Regions from separate parts of the Sus scrofa genome. Here region 2 is linked to region 1. Evidence: chromatin contacts called from public HiChIP or PLAC-seq data. All regions are on one chromosome and are shown on one strand. Each heading gives the region's core, a stretch centred on a gene start, on an enhancer-like site or on the middle of the called end of the contact. The rest is flanking DNA. Distances are from core to core; before and after follow the strand shown. Region 1 holds the start of CSPP1 (centrosome and spindle pole-associated protein 1). Region 2 holds the start of LOC100521447 (serine/threonine-protein kinase Sgk3).

Region 1 (3,654 bases), core at 531-3,030:
TAGAAGTAATACCCAGCAGGAATCTGCAATGGCAGGCTGAGGCCCAAGCCATTACTTGACAGAAGAAATAGTGCCCACTTGGGGCACCAAACAAAGAATTTTAAGTCCATGTTAAAGCATTCAGCAAAAACTTTACATACATTCTACTGACCCCAGCTACTGGACTCTTTAATCAATAGAAACTGCTAAGAGGCCAGAGGAGAATTTCAGGCAAGGGTGTATTGGAACTTGTTCTGCAGCAAAAGGGAGTGAAAACAAGTAACAGGTGCCCTTGCTCACTCCTGGAGAGGAGCCACTTGGGACATTAAAAGGGGTAACAGGCATCATGTCTGTGGGTTGGGCAGAAAGCATGGCTTAGATGACCTGCCCACGCCCTTGGTTTTTGCTCCTGGCACCTCAGAAGTGGCAGCTGGTTTGTGGCTTTTGTGTATCTTATTCTTTGTAATTGCCTAAACTGCGCATGTGTGGTTATTTTTAGTCCCTTAAAGTTTCTTCCAGGTGTAAGCATTCAGGTGAAAGGTCCCAGGTTCCAGTTTATCTCATAAGGAAGAATCCTTTGGTAAAAGGACTATAATCACAATTTGTTTTGCTAGGTTTAGGCTTTCACATCATGTTTCTTTGAGGCAAAATATATTCTGCACTGGATTTTTATCAATTTCTTAGAAGTGTTAAACAAGAATTCTAAGAACAGAGACCTGGTTGAAATAAAGAGGCATTTATTTGGGGAATGTTAGGACTGCAGCCCAGGACACACAGATCCAAGGAGCAGCTGAATTGTATTCTGCCAGATTACAAAATGGGGGAAGTATACAAAGGCACAAAACCATAAGATTATATAAATTGTTTCTCAAGAATTAGGATTTGAGGGGGCAAGAAGGGTGCTTGCTAAATAAGGACTGTTTGGGGACTGAAAAGATCACATAGCTGTGAAAGGTGGGGGGGAGATATGTTTGAAACTTCAAAGATTGCAGCTAGCAGCTGCTAGGACATATTGTTTTGAAAGCAGCTGGTGGTGTCCTTGAGTTAGACACAGTTCAAAAAATTGAAGTTCTCAGTGATGTGGGAAACCACACCCAATAATGGCCACCCAGCTCAATTCTAGATGCCTGTACCAGAGTTAATCCATTTTTATCTTTAAATGATTTATAATGTCATCAACTTACAGTGTTTAAATGAGAGACGTGTCTTTCACTGATTCAATCGTTTAATTATATGCTTTCATGTGCATTTTTTTCTGGCAAGATCAACACCCCGTTTCCTCTAGACCTAAGCTTAGTACTATGCAGCCAGGGCTCAATACATCATGATCAAAAGAAAAAAGTGTAATAAAACACAAAGCATGAAAATCAATAGCAATTTACATGTTCATAAATAAGGCAAGCGACTGCTTTATGAATGCTTTTTCTTAACCTTCTACTATTATCAATAAATATAGTAATAAGAGCTATTGTTATAATATAGGGCACATATAACAGCTTCTTTTTTTTCCGGGTAACTAGTTCTTTTCTGAGTGTTAAAAGGTCGAATCCAGCTACCCTTACTATAAGGTGGGGGGGGTCCAATACCACCAGTTTTTTAAGTACTTAACTACGTGAGGGAGTAGAAGACCAAGCGAATGTAACTGGGAATGGGGGACTCTTTTTAGAGCGTTTTCTGCTTGCTTAAATCCATTACAAACTGGTAGTTTAATCACTTACATATTCAAGGAAATAGCACACAGCGAGGTCCTCAGGAGCCCTGAAATCCTCTGTGGAAACCCCGAAAGCACTGCCGCTCGGGATAAACCTGCGAGCTGGCAGGCGCGCCGCTGCAGGGAGGCCGGGTGGGGGTGGAGCCAAGGGCCGGAAGGGGCGGGGCTAGCCTGGAGCGCCACGGCTCCGGAGCGCCGCGGGCGGCCGCGTGGGTCGGGGGGCGGTTACTTTTCCGCCTGCAACTGGAGGAGAAAGACTCCTGAGTCACCGTCGGCCTTGCGCGAGGGGCGGCAGCGCCTGCGGCCAGTCGCCGGGCTCTTCGTATCGGGGGTCCCCGCGGAGTTAAGTCCGCTTCCTGCCGGGAACCCGACTCTGTGCCAGAGCCCATGAATCAGCCTCGGGCCCCTCCGTCCTGTGGGTCCAGGGCCCCGGGCCCCGGTACCTTTCGGGGTGCAGCCGAGCGGTCGGCGTCGCCTCAGCTTCAAGGTCATCCCGGGAGGCCACCTTCTCCCCAGCCCTGGTGGACGCAGCCTTGAGCTTAACTCCGCGCCTTCTGCTCAGTCTCATTTTGTGAGTAACCGTTACCTGCAAGTCTTAGCTGACCCTTCTCTGTAGTAAACCCTGATTTCGCTTGTTCTCAGCCCAAACTAATTAAGGGCCCTCTGTGATTTTGTTCCGAGGCGGCTGGAAAGTAGGGCGGGTGGTTTCGCGCCCCGCCTAGGCCTTGGCTGGAGCCCTTTGTATTCCCAGTAAAGCTTTGTGTGTGGCCTAGACCGATTCAGGAATGGGCGCTCATTTATCCTTAGGGAAAGTTCTATAAAAGGGGGAGGGATTAGCTCTTAGATATTAAGACAATCTTAACTGGACTCTAACTGGTTTTTAAATTTAACACAGCAGTTTACCTCCTTGCAATGAATTGTGGTCTTGACACAGTGGATCATCGTTGGCGTTTGTTCCTGGATGTTCATTTGTAAATACGTTCTAGAGACGTGGCATTGAAGTTGCAGAACAGTATGTCCGGTCTAGAAGGCGCTTAGGCTGTAAATGCCTGCTATATATACCTTTAGATGCTTGGGTTTACATAGAGATGTGTATTTCTGGACATAATACGGAAAAAATTGGTCAACACCTGGGAGACTGAAAACTTTTGCTTATTAAAAAGCAAGTTACAATGAATACCTTAATACCTCGTCGATGAGATTTGCTATAGTCCTGTGGGGTTTTTTTTTCTCCCCAGAATTTGAAGTACACGTTGTTTGATCTAAAACAATATAGCAGTTAACTGTCAGTAGGGCAAATGTGATAGCTTAAAGTAGTATCTATTTGATATTAGAGTCAGTCATCCTTTTTGAGGCCTAAGTGGCTTGAATCATGTTTTCATTGCTAAGTGTTGGAATTTTTAAAAATTTTACAAAATGTTTGATTAAAAATGTGATAATGTATATCAGTCCTTAGGTATGATAAATTGATAAATACACGGGAGCCCAAAGATGCATTTAAGAACTAGAATATTAGGAGTTCCCATTGTGGCTCAGTGGTTAACGAACCTGACTGGTATCCATGAGGACGCAGGTTCGAACCCTGGCCTTGCTCAGTGGGTTAAGGATTCAGCGTTGCCATGAGCTGTGGTGTAGGTTGCAGACTCGGCTCAGATCTTTCATTGCTGTGGCTGTGGTGTAGGCCAGCAACTACATCTCTGATTTGACCCCTGGCCTGGGAACCTCCAGCCTTGGTTGCTGCTCTAAAAAGACAAAAGACCAAAAAAAAAAAAAAAAAGCTGGAATATTAGCATCTATTTGCTTCCCTTCCATCCTGAGGTACCCATCATCTGGGATTTTGTGCCCAGACTCATTTTTTAGAGGGGTGTAGGATGGATAGCAGTTTTATTATACATACATGTCCCTAAACTTTCTTTTTGTTTGTTTTAGGCTTTACACAAATGGGACTTGCAGGTAATTGTCAG
Region 2 (3,704 bases), core at 549-3,048, 230 kb after region 1:
AATATTTGAAGGATTTCTCTTTGAAAAATGTCAGCTCTTTAGAAGAAAATCATAGACAATAATTAGGTGAAAGTCAGTACTAACATCCTTTAGGAGTGTTATTTTACAGATGGTTAATTTTGAAGGATCAAATTCTATTTACTCAAAAACCTAATAAGGAGTTCCCATCGTGGCGCAGTGGTTAATGAATCCAACTAGGAACCATGGGGTTGCGGGTTCGATCCCTGCCCTTGCTTAGTGGGTTAACAATCCAGCGTTGCCATGAGCTGTGGTGTAGGTCGCAGATGCGGCTCAGATCCAGCGTTGCTGTGGCTCTGGTGTAGGCTGGCAGCTACAGCTCCGATTAGACCCCTAGCCTGGGAACCTCCATATGCCGCGGGAGCGGCCAAAAGAAATGGCAAAAAGACAAAAAAAAAAAAAAAAAACCTAATAAGATAAACTGTTCCCTTGGCAACTACAAAATTTGAGTGGCCTCAGGGACTGCACTGATGTATCTATTTTGTGCCAAATGTTTCAGAAATTTTGAGGCAGTTCACTTATCTAAAGTCTCAGAAAGCAAGAATTTTCAGAATGATAACTGAAGGGGCTGGCTGTACAATATTAAGATAATACTAGCTTTCAATTAACATATGAATGTGTTTTGCATGAAGAGGCAGTTACCCAGCACACAAGTAATAAAACAGGTCTGTGGCCCCCCTCAAGGTAAACATTCCTACAGCCCCATTAAACGGAAACCCTGAGACCTAACTAAAGGTCTGAGCTTAAGAACTCTTTTTTTTCTCTTGCAGGAATAAATGTAAAAAGCCCTTGCTGGCTCTGAGATAGCCTGCTGATTTGACTTTGGACAAGCCATTTAACTCCTTTTGGTCTGTTTCCAGACCCAATATCTTTTGGTAAAGGTATTACAGGTGTGAGGATGAAATAATATATGTGAATGTAAACTATAAATAGTATCCATAAGTTAGTTACTATTTTATATAGTACTGTCCTAAGCTTTCCTATGTCCTGGTCTGTAAAATGGGAACAGATCTAGGTCTGAATGCCTGTGAACTTGAGCAAGTCATTTCCTTTCTGGACGTGTTTCCTAACAAGGTTATTATTATATTATGAAGATCAAATGATATCGTGTATGTAAATGCTGTGACAGGCATATATCAAGAACACAATAAATGATAGCTGTTATGACTCTGCGAGTAGGACTGGAAGACACAAACAATATCTATAGTTATTGTACATATGTATATTATTGTATGTATATTATACATACATATATGTATATTTAAATATGTACATATAAAATATGTATATTGGTAAAGGGCTTAGGTATATTTAAACTCTATACACATCCAAGGTATTGTTATCTGTACTGCAAACTGCAAAGACGTACACGGAACGAGGAAACAAATGGCGCCTCAGTGACCCTCTTTCCCAGAGAGTAGAAAAAAGGCAGACAACGGGGCTGAAGAGCCTCAGTGGCTTGTAACAGAGATAGGAATGAGAAGAGAGGAGTGTAACAACAAAAAAAAACCTGGAGAAACACTCCGAGAATTAATACACCATTCCCACCCTTTTCCTCTCGTGACCTCCAGCCTAGACTAGACCATTTCATTTAACTTCCCAGCCCGCCATGTCGCTGGACATTTATTTACTGTACCTTCTTCACTGAGTGGCTTTCATTCCCCTCCCCTTCTAGGAGTCTTGAACTTCAGACCCTCGGCTTCCGAGACCCATTCCCTTTAACTCTGTTTTTAACCAAGTTTCCCTGTATCCTCCCCTCCGTCTAAGGGGGAAGTGAGGCTGGTCGCACCGCAGGGCATCCTGGGAAATGTGGTCTCTCATACTCATTTTGCTTGGGCCCCAAAGTGAGGAAGACGACAAAAGAGATACAGTAAAAACTACAACTCCCGGCAGGCAACGTGAGTGACAGTCTTCCTTTCTGTCCCCGTTCCGATAGCCTTCCTCTTCCTCCTCTCCGCGGGCGCTGAAACGCTTACCCTCACGGTATTTGTAGTTCTTCGCGGCCCTAAGATCCTACCTCTTGAGGGCTAGGAGAAGGCTGAAAAACTCTAATTCCCAGAGGGTAGAGCGGCAGCTGCGCCTGCGCAGTCTCAGCGAGGGCGTGTATGTCTGTGTGTCTGAGGGAGAGAGAGCGAGAGTGAGTGAGTGTGAGTGCGGGGTAGGGTGGTGGCCGTTACGTTCGGGGCAACGGCTACGGCAGTGGAGAAGTAAAAAGAGAAACAACGTCCAGCGCTTCCGCCTTCGCTTAGGAGGAGGAGGAGGAGCTGGTAGGGAAAGGAAAGTGATTCGCCCTGGGCCTGGACTAGACCGAGTCGGGCCGGCGGGGGTCTGGGCTATGAGCCTTTGAGGGTCGCTTGGGTCGCGGAGCGAGACTCGAGAACCGAGAGCGATGTCTCAGCCGCCGCCGCCGCCTCCGCTGCCGCCGCCGCCTCCTCCCCCAGAGGCTCCGCAGACTCCGCCGTCCCTGGCGGCGGCGGCGGCGGCTGCTCCGGGGGGGCTCTCGAAGCGGAGAGACCGGAGAATCCTCTCCGGGAGCTGCCCGGATCCGAAGTGCCAGGCGCGCCTGTTCTTCCCGGCCTCTGGTTCTGTCAGCATCGAGTGTACCGAGTGCGGACAGCGGCACGAGCAGCAACAGCTGCTGGGGGTGGAGGAGGTGACTGACCCGGACGTAGTGCTACACAACCTGCTGCGGAACGCGCTCCTCGGGGTGACAGGGGCACCCAAGAAGAACACGGAACTGGTAAAGGTGATGGGCCTTTCCAACTACCACTGCAAATTGTTGTCGCCCATATTAGCTCGCTACGGAATGGACAAGCAGACAGGCCGGGCTAAACTGCTCCGGGATATGAACCAGGGCGAACTGTTCGATTGCGCTTTACTGGGTGACCGCGCCTTCCTCATCGAACCGGAGCATGTGAATACGGTGGGATATGGCAAGGACCGCTCCGGAAGCCTCTTGTATTTGCATGACACTCTTGAGGACATCAAGCGGGCCAATAAAAGTCAGGAATGCCTCATTCCAGTGCATGTGGATGGGGATGGACACTGCCTGGTGCATGCTGTGTCCCGGGCTCTGGTAGGCCGGGAGCTCTTCTGGCATGCCTTGCGAGAGAATCTTAAACAGCACTTCCAGCAGCACCTGGCCCGATATCAAGCCCTGTTCCACGACTTCATTGATGCCGCTGAGTGGGAGGACATTATCAATGAGTGTGACCCTCTGTTTGTACCACCTGAGGGTGTTCCCTTGGGCCTGAGGAACATCCACATATTTGGTCTTGCCAATGTGTTACATCGCCCTATTATTCTGTTAGATTCTCTCAGTGGCATGAGAAGCTCTGGGGATTATTCTGCCACCTTTCTGCCAGGGCTCATCCCCGCAGAGAAGTGCACTGGGAGAGATGGTCATTTGAACAAACCAATCTGTATTGCATGGAGTAGCTCTGGTAGAAACCATTATATCCCCTTGGTAGGCATAAAAGGGGCTGCTTTGCCTAAACTGCCTATGAATTTGCTTCCTAAAGCATGGGGTGTACCTCAGGACCTTATTAAGAAGTACATCAAACTTGAGGAGGATGGTGGTTGTGTTATTGGAGGAGACAGAAGTTTGCAAGATAAATACTTACTTAGGCTTGTTGCTGCTATGGAAGAAGTCTTTATGGACAAACACGGTATCCATCCTAGTTTGG

Evidence for each region. HiChIP or PLAC-seq counts read pairs in DNA pulled down with a chosen protein or histone mark.
Region 2: an H3K27ac HiChIP or PLAC-seq map of alveolar macrophages shows a contact between it and region 1. The contact joins the promoter of LOC100521447 here to the promoter of CSPP1 in region 1. A contact is called at or near these places in 1 of 5 promoter capture datasets (liver) and 2 of 2 datasets of contacts at active chromatin or transcription factors (alveolar macrophages and skeletal muscle).

Annotation. Positions count from the first base shown.
Region 1 is chr4:67,842,557-67,846,210 of Sscrofa11.1, forward strand. CSPP1 (centrosome and spindle pole-associated protein 1) reads right to left here and starts at 1,781. Exons shown (of 27, transcript XM_021089277.1): 1 at 1,698-1,781.
Region 2 is chr4:68,071,294-68,074,997 of Sscrofa11.1, forward strand. LOC100521447 (serine/threonine-protein kinase Sgk3) reads right to left here and starts at 1,799. Exons shown (of 17, transcript XM_021089284.1): 1 at 1,655-1,799. It overlaps VCPIP1 (deubiquitinating protein VCIP135), which reads left to right and starts at 2,110. Exons shown (of 3, transcript XM_003355045.4): 1 at 2,110-3,704. The coding sequence starts at 2,408.